2 separate regions of the Zea mays genome follow, and region 1 is linked to region 2. A link is a contact called in public Hi-C data. All regions are on one chromosome and are shown on one strand. The core of a region is the stretch at or near the end of the contact, and the rest is flanking DNA. Distances in the headings are between cores, read along the strand shown.

The links. Hi-C and Micro-C count contacts between places; a contact is called where the count stands out from the background.
Region 1: a contact with region 2 is called in a Hi-C map of bundle sheath, with 2.1 times the contacts expected there. The contact joins the promoter of LOC103654172 here to the promoter of LOC103654165 in region 2. A contact is called at or near these places in 6 of 25 Hi-C or Micro-C datasets (bundle sheath, ear, endosperm and 3 more).

Annotation. Positions count from the first base shown.
Region 1 is chr4:178,877,552-178,882,014 of Zm-B73-REFERENCE-NAM-5.0, reverse strand. It overlaps LOC103654172 (ethylene-responsive transcription factor ERF003), which reads right to left and starts at 2,186. Exons shown (of 2, transcript XM_008680995.4): 1 at 1,852-2,186; 2 at 978-1,706. The coding sequence starts at 1,934. The coding sequence ends at 1,325. LOC100274234 reads right to left here and starts at 202. Exons shown (of 7, transcript NM_001148604.1): 1 at 1-202. The coding sequence starts at 54.
Region 2 is chr4:178,384,863-178,389,459 of Zm-B73-REFERENCE-NAM-5.0, reverse strand. LOC103654165 (putative clathrin assembly protein At5g35200) reads left to right here and starts at 3,048. Exons shown (of 17, transcript XM_020552730.3): 1 at 3,048-3,903; 2 at 4,045-4,372. It overlaps LOC103654166, which reads left to right. Exons shown (of 16, transcript XM_008680989.3): 13 at 865-983; 14 at 1,188-1,256; 15 at 1,342-1,440; 16 at 1,522-2,088. The coding sequence ends at 1,761.

The DNA.
Region 1 (4,463 bases), core at 937-3,436, 490 kb before region 2:
CGTCTGCCTCTGCGACTTGGCCGGTGGTGCTCGCCGTTTCCTCCTCGGCGGCATCGCGTCGGCTCCGCTGCGCCGCGAGCAGGGGGGGGGGGGGGGGGGGGGGGGGCGAGAGAGAGAGATGCCCCAGGTCTCAACAAGAGGAAATTTTTCGAACAGAGGACAGAGCAACGGGCACCAGCGTCAGCGTGTGGGAGGATTTTCGGTACGGGCCTGTGGGAGCCTCCCGGAGGTCAGGTTTTTAAAAATTCATTTGATTGATTTTATCTCCAGCATGTGGGCCGAGTCGAGTCGGACTAGTTCTTACGGCCCAGTACATGGAGCATGCGACCACAGACCGCTTTGTTCTAGATGTCTTTTTTTTAGAAAAAAATATACAGTATATCCGTACTCTACACTCTACAGTCGGACAGCATAAAATTCATCTAGATTAATCTAATTCTTATTGGATCTTGAAAATTGGAAATGGTTTTTTTCTGCATATTTGAAATCGAATGAGATAGGCAACAGCAACCGGAGGATCTCTGTACACAGCACAGGAATGGACAGCAGAAGAAGAAGAAAAGAAGGCACCTGAAGAGAAGGGAGGAACATAGACGATGGCAGCAGAGTAGGAGACAGGAGCACAAGGGATGCTTGAGCTATGTCCCACGAACCACACACACATCATGCATGATTAATTCCTCCCTGTCCCTCTCACAACCCTCGACCGACGTACGCACATGTTGTCCTTGAGAGCCCAGAAATAAGAAACTGCGCGCGAGTATGGGCGTATGGCATAGCATGGTAGCAAGACCGCAGGAGCAACGGTTCATTCTCAGGAGAGCAGTTCCTTAACGTGCGGTAGCTGCCAGGTGGGCCAGGCCCACACACACACGCGAAGCAGCCTTGGCCCTTGGCGGTGGTGCACTGGTGCTGGTGCAGCAGGACACTCGGATCCCTGAGTCCTGTGCAGGAAACATGGGAGAGACGAGATGGCATGGCCTCAGCAGGGGTCACGGCCTCATGGGTGCTGACCGCTGCTGTCATGTTTTGCACGCACGCGGCCTTTAAATTTGCAAGAATGAGAATGCTCGATTACATATATATACTTATACGTACAGCTACAGCTATACACGTGGCGTACACAAATCAGGCTCCTACGCACGCTGCAGCGGCTGAGCGATACTACGCACGTCGGCACGAGTACAAAGAAGAGCGCGAGCGCGACGCATGGTGCAAGTGCAAGAACAAGAACAGAGGAGAGGTGGAGCGGAGCGCGGCGGTGACGGGCCGGCCGGGGGCGCTAGCCAGTCGCTAGGCAGGTCGCGTCGCGGCTAGCCTAGCACTAGCAGCAAATCTCCATGGAGAAGTCGGAGTCCAGCAGTTCCTCGATCATCTGCTCCACGTGCTGCTCCTCCAGGGACCTACCGCCGCCGCCCCACTGCGTGGCCGGCGGCGTCGGAGGCGTCGCGGGCGCGGAGGTTGCTGCTGCTGCCGCCGCCGCCGCCGCCGCCTCTCTCTGCCGCTGCGCGGCCTGCACGGACGCCAGGTTGAACCGGTGCAGCTTGTCGACGAGCGCCGCGGAGAGGAACGACGGCGGCGGGCCGTTGGCGTCGGCGGGGAAGTTGGTGCGCGCGCGGGGCCCGCACATGATCCGCGCCGCCTCGTCGTAGGCGCGCGCCGCGTCCTCCGCCGTCTCGAAGGTGCCCAGCCATATCCGCGCCTTCCTGCATGCAAATCAACAGCCCCAGCCGGGCGCGGTCAGCTCCGGGAACGGGACGATGCGAGGTGAGGAACAGGGGCGGCGCGCGTAGCGTAGCGTAGGTGGCCGTGGCCTATACTATACGCTGCTGGGCTAAGCTAGCTACGTACAGGAGAGGGTGGCGGATCTCGGAGACCCAGGAGCCCCAGTGGCGCTGCCGCACGCCGCGGTACCGTTGCTGCGGCCTGGCCATCGTCGCCTTCGGTCGTCGTCGACGGTGGCGGCAGTGCAACTACCTGGTCGTCCGGCGATGGAGCCTCGTACTCGTGCTCGTGCCCGCGCGCGCTGGAGGGGTGCGGGTGCGGCACAGCGGCAGGGGAGTGTGTGCGAGACATTCGCCATTCGCGGGATATGGAAGGGGCGCCTATAAATAGGAGAGAGATGGGGAAATTTGGAATCTACACGACGCCCGGAGAAAGGCTACCACCAGGCGGGTCCCACGAGCACGGCCCCGCCTCGTGCCGTCATTGATCTCATTCTCAGCGTGGTGGTCGGCTGGTGCTGGACTGCTGGCTCCACTGGTCACTGCTCGCCTTCTTCTTCGTCCTCTCCCCCTCGCAAATCCGGAAGGCAGCGAGCGTCACGGTTGCTCCCTTCTTTAGGCTTTGTTCGTTTATGTCAGATTGATGGGTCGGAATAAATCCTAGCTAAATTGTTTCTCTAATTTATATAAACTTTGATTAATTGGAACGATTCCGTGTGCAATCCGACGTAAACGAACAAGACCTTAACAAAAGTCTTATGCGTCGCAAAAAAATAAAAAAACGTTTCATGCTTACACCAATTGTTTTAAAAAAATAATTAAGATCATAAAAAAACAACATCAATATTTGTATCTCCAATAAAACTTATTAAAAATAATTCTACAGTCGATTAAATAATAATAATTTTTAGTATCATAAATGTTTGTTTTTTATTGTTTTCATATATTCCATTGAATCAAAAATCGTTTGGCTCCTCAAGGAGGGAAACGTGAGGTTTGCATTCCGGAGGTGGTAGTACTCGTGTGTGTGTGTGTGTGTGTGTTTCGTGAACTGGTCGTCCAGCTGTGCGGATCGAGTTGAGCTTTTAGGCACAGCAACTCATCTGGTCGATTGATGCAGATCGCACATCATCCGAAGGATTTGATGCTCTCTCTAGTCTCTACCAATCAGCCGATCGAGAGCATAGCAAAGCAAAAACAAAAGCAGTGGGCGACGCAGCAGGGCGCCAGGGCCGCAGCCCTGTTGATTGCTGCGCTAGCGCTAGCTACTAGCTAGCTGGTACTACTAGCAAGCTGACCTTTCGCCGTAGAGACAAGGGGGCATGCAGGAGATTGGTCCTGGCACTCCCAGTGGCCAGCGGCGTCGGCCGGGCCGGGGGGGAACGTGCACCGGTGCAAGTCAGACAACGCAAGGCCACATGGAACCCGGGCACATGAGATGCCGGCCGGGGTGTTGCGGGTGGTGGGGACGTGGGGTGGGGCCGTGGGGGTGAAACCCCGAATTCTCTGGTGCGTGCGTGCTATGCTATCCGCGGATTAGATTACCTGCTAGCTAGCTACTTGTACTGAGCAGCATATATACATGCATGCACAAGACACATCACATGTGACCACCATCGATCAGTCGTCCTATATATGGGCAGTATAGCTAGCTAGAGATCGATCCTGTGCTAAAGTTGATGGATGGACGGAGATAGGACTACTAGGGAGCGATTGGGGTGTGGCCGTATCATGTATGCCGTCAAGAGGAGCGGACGACGACATGACGATCCTGTGCCGTTCGTAGGAACAGCACGCGTACACCTACGCCTACTAGTACATGGTGCCCGTGTGCATTGATCCGCTCGAGCTCGAAGAGACATGCATGGCCACGGCGGCCGTCGTGTGCATGTGTGTGCAGGCAGAACCAGATGAAAGATAGCACATGGCGGTACTCGGATGCCATGCCGGCCGGGCGGCCAGCCGACAAGGCGGTGACGCTAGCGCAGGCGGCGGGCGTAGAGGGCCAGCGCCAATTTCTTCCACGTCGGCCTTGGGAAGAAGAGCAAGGGGGGGGGGGGGGGGGGGGGGGTTGGGGGTTGGATTGGCGTGCGTGCAAGTGTAGGTGACCGGTGACAGCTAGTGAGTGTCAGCATGTGCGGTCTGTAGTGCGCATGAGACGCGCGCGCGCCCATTGGTTTCGTCAGCGCAAGCAGTCCTACGCCTACGCCTACGCCCACGCCCACGCCCCGCGCAGCGCCGCAGCCCGCAGAGTAGAGTAGGCTCAGATACCTGCGAGCCTACGGCTGACTCTAGGCGTATTTAGTTGTAGTGTCATACTTGTTCGAACTTAAGAACTAATCTTACATAAAAAAAATGTTAAATAAAATATGCAAATTAGACTGTCAACGAAACAAGCCCTGTCTCTCGTTCCCGCTGCGCAGCGCTAACGGTCTCAGATGCGTAGCTAGTGCTCCCTCTGTTTCGTTTTAGTTGTCGCTGAATAATACAAAATTAAACTATCCAACGACGACTAAAAAGAAACGAAGGGAGTAACTATTTAGACCACAGGACTAAAATAAAGGGCCTGTTTAAATTCTAGTTACTAAAGCAAAAGTGAATGAAGTTCTATCATTTAGGAGATAAAGATCCAAACAAGAACAACTGAAAGTGACTAAATTATTACTTTTTTTGCTATTTTGTCGCTTTTAGCTCTTTCTGCCAAATAACTAAACTTGAGTCATTTTTTTGGTTTTAGCT
Region 2 (4,597 bases), core at 1,799-4,298:
CATGTGAATTATCCAGCTCTCATACTAGACATGTAATAGACTGACTATCTTAGTTGCCCAAAACATGGTCATGTTCCTTGTTCTGGGGACATTTATGTTCCCATAGTACAAACACATAATAAGTATTGCTCCACGTTCCTTTCCCTTTCGAGTTTCGAGAACATGGTTGCTAGTCTAATAAGATGAGGGACTTATGGAATTCTAAACCTAGCTTGGTTGTTGCTATTATAAAAATGACCACATAGCATTCAAGCTAACTTGCATACTAATATCTATCAGACGTGCTGTTGCTTTTATGTTGACCGTGTTTTGAAATTTGGTTGTAAAGAGATAGGAGTTGTGGAAAGAGAAAAACTAAAGGAAAAAAATGAATTGTAAGAATTACAAAATGGAGAACATACAGTTTACAAAATATGGCAATCCAGTTCTATTCCAAATATGCGTTAAAATAAAGCAGAGTGGATAATATATGGCTTGTTTAAAAATGGTGGTCCCATATGCTGCATGGTTGATTTGTGTCAAATTACAGCTGAATGGCAAATAAAGTAGAACAATACCTGAAACTGAAAAAACGCTCTTCTGACAGACATCAGAGGGCGTTAGCTGAGATCTGATGACTCAGAAACCGTAAACACATACTTTTGCCATCCGATCTCTCTGATTTATGACAGGAGCCTTTTCCCCTGAAATTACATGACATGTAGAAACAGGTTGTAGCGGGTATTTGGTTGTCTATATATTGTAAAACATTTGATTTTGTCTCTTGCACCATTTTTATGGGTGACATACCATTTTCACTAATGCATGATGTCTTCGTTTTAGTATTTTTTTTGTTTAACTTAACACGCATTGTCAAATGTTCAGCACGAAGAAAGGGGAAAAAGAAGAAGGATCATTTGAAGGATTCAGCTCGGGATATGGCATTTTCGTCGTCTTGTTTATTGCCTCAATGCTATCTTTTGCTATCAGAGGGACTCTCGATGGTACGTACGGAAAAATACAGTCATCCGGAAATCATGTCCGTGCAGCATACATCTGGAAATCATATTGTTGCAAAGCATACATTTGTACAACTATCGTCTACGCAATTGAGCAATCACTACATTACTGCTAATGCAGAAACTGAACAATAACCATCTTATTGCTAATGCAGAAACTGAACAATAACCCTCTTATTGCTAATGCAGATGCTAGCTGTCCTCAGAAACGAAAGTAGGTCATTCCAATTACCAAGTATCTTCAACACTGAACAAGAGGTGTGATTGGATTTGTTGTGGCTTCTAACTGCCCTTTTAAATATGGCTTAAACGGTTCTGACATAGTCTCAATCACTCTTCCCAGAGATTCATGCAGCACTTTGATCTTCTTCTGAAAGCTCGAGTCCCTGAGCACATTTCCTTCTACAGTTTCAAGGAATCATCTTCCCGGGCAGGCATGTCGGTGAGTGTTCCCTGCTGAAACCCTTCTCATTTCTGTCATCTGCTTAGTTTTACTAAGCCTTGATCTCTCTTTTTGTCACAGGATTTGGTGAAGTACAACTTCTTCAAGGAAATTCAGAAGATAGTGCCCTCACTACGGGGCAGCTTTGCAAGTGAACCAGAAAAACTCGCTGAGGTCCGTCGGATAGAGCAGGTGGCTGAGCACAACAGGATAGCCCTAAATATTATCAGCCAAGTTGGAGCTGGCGATCCGTCTCTGAGGGTCTCGTTTGAGTTTACACACCACCCTCACTTCGCAGTGGCAGTTGTGAAGAGATCATGATTCAAGTTTGGCATCGCCAATTCTTTACCCTTCTCAATCTTGATAGTGATAGCGGATGATTCTTGTTCACGTGTTGCTCACGTGTTTATTGGTTCTCCAGAGCGCAAGCAACACCATGTGTTTTAGGCTGTACACAAACACCATTAGCAATTTTGTAGGCAAGATAAGAAAAAAAAAACATATGCTGGGGAAAAAAGTCCTTTCCCCTGGCATTATTTTGTAAGCAAATTTTTTTAGCTCACTTTGTTATGCGAAACATGATTATACAGATGTGTAATTTGAGTCGTAATTCGTTACTGGTATGACAAGGACGACAATTTTCTCTTGTTTGGCATTTTCTATTTTGCGGTGATAACTGACTAGTATTTTCCGTCCGTAATGTACTTGCTTTTGCACACAGAAGACAATACTCTTCTTGCCATGAGTTTTGACTTTGACGCCACCAAACTTTGGCATGCAGGTTGGATGGGACCGTGCAGCTGCAACTGGCTGCGTGCTCCATCACGCGACTGCCTTGCGTTGCGTTGAATGTATAACAAACGTATATATATACTAGTGGTACTTCTCAATTTATTACAAAAGTATCGTTTATGTTAATGAATTCGGTCATTTTTTTACTGTAACTTATCTAATCCTAACTAAGTTTATAGAAAAATACACCATATTTCGAATCTGTTTTTCATTCTCCATTTAACGCAGGCCAAGCTCTTGATATTATATCTAGCTACAATTTTGGATTTTTATTTTACACTTTTATCAAAACTTAGTTAAAATCTTATATCTTGAAAGCCATGGGATAGAAAACAAATTAGCCTTGAACAAACAAAACCTCGACATATAAAAAACTCGGAACGTCATATCGTCTACCATGTCCCGATTCACATCATCATCTTCGCATAGCTCACCTACCATCTGCATCTTATCATCCGGCGGTGCAGTTTACCTTCACTGCATGAAAGACCATGAAGCTTACCATCCGTGCATTTCTAAAGATATATATTTATTATAAATGAATTTATTTTTATTTCCTTTAAATTTAATTTACGTAAGTGGCTACAGATATAATAAAACCATATTTATCAAGACATCATCATCATCATCATTATTCATTGCAACGCACCAGTATGATTCTAGGAAACTCCTGTTCCGACGACGACGTACCGATTAATAATAAACAAATCTAATACAAGTATGTCAACTTGCAAATAAACGCCTTCTGGTATTCATGAAAAAGGGAGCGTGCCAATATGGCAAATATTGCAAGGCTTGCGTATGCAAAAAGAGCGTGAAATCGCAGGCTGATCGTCAACTTTATTAATTCTATACTAAATCATAGTAAGCATACCTATATGATCGGTATAGAAACCGTAGCATGCTCATCTAACTAGTCAACCATAAAGCTATGTTAACCGACCAAACTAGCCACCTCAAGCGCCATCTTGTTCGCTGCGGCTTGCTGCGGCTACAATCCGGCTGCGGCTGCGGCTTCTACAGTATTTTTCTCTCTATGGATTGCAGCTGCAGCAATCCAAACAGCTGCAACAGTGTCGGCTTGCAGCCAGCCGAACACGCCCATACTTGTTGTTGCAGTCGGGATCGTGCCTGCCTGCCTGCTCATTGGATCTGAGCGCAAGAACTCCAGATCGATCAAGTGATAGAAGCAGAAGGAAGCAAAGCAGACAACACAGAACACATCCATGATGAGAATGAAAAGCAATGGGAAGCCTACCTCCTACTCCTACGCCGCCGAGCTAAAAACAAGTCCAACTCGAAGGGGAGTCCGTTGGTCAGAGGCAGGGCTGGCCGACGCACGGGAACACGTGTGCTAATGTCACCCACCACGCGGCAGCGGCAGTGACCGCGTCCAGGTCCAGCTGCTCCTGCTTCGCCTTCCCTCCGCAAGCAAGGCGCCAGCCCCCGTTCCGTTTCACACGCCTCCTTCCTTCCTTCCTAGCCCTTCCGTCCTGTCCAGACTCCAGACTCCCTCCACACCAGTAGGGACTAGGGAGGACGCCGCCACTGCGACCTGCCGGCAGACGTCTGCCCCCTGCTTCCGGCATCCGGACTCCCCTGCGCCGCAGTTACGTTACGCCGGCGATCTCCTCGGCTCAACCCGGGGCCTTTCTCTCTGCGCCCCGCCAGGTCCGTTCGCTTCCTTCGTTCCATGGCGGCTCCGTTTCATTTCATCCGATCCTTTCGGAAGGGGAGTGGTCGATTTTACGGTGATCGCCCGCTGCTCTGTAACATTCGATCTTTTTTTTCCCCCTCTTCTTTTGCTTCCAGCTGGTCGTGCGCGGCGTTGCTGTCTTCCCCGATTCATTCCTTTGGCGTTCTGTTCTGTTGCTCATAATCTGGCCCGTTCTAGTTCTAGAAAAAGTTGGGCCTCGTTGCCTATAGGCTGGGGTTGGCCGTTCAATTTCTCACCGTGTCTGACAAGTCGCAAGTCGCATTCTTTGTGTGCGACTGCTACTGGTATTTGTGCGCGTTTTTTTGTTGTTGTCAAAATCTGGTCATCCAGAAAACTACCAGTGGTCACCTGAAGAAAATTAGACAGCTCGCACCAGCTCCAACACCGTTTGTTTCTTCGGTTGGTAATCCACCAACTGATCAGGTTTCGAACTGTGTTCCCTTTCGTTTTTTAGCATTTCTTCTGTTGGAGACCGTTTATCTGTTCCGAAGCGTACGTACGTTGGTGCCGATATTTCGGTGTCTCATTTTCTCTCTCTCGTGTTCAAAATTATTCAAAGCTGTGGTTGAAAGCTGTGGTTTTGGTGAGTTTGGCTTTGGTTTTATCAGACGAATCGCCCGCTTTCTCTTTCTCGGTCTCGAATTCTCG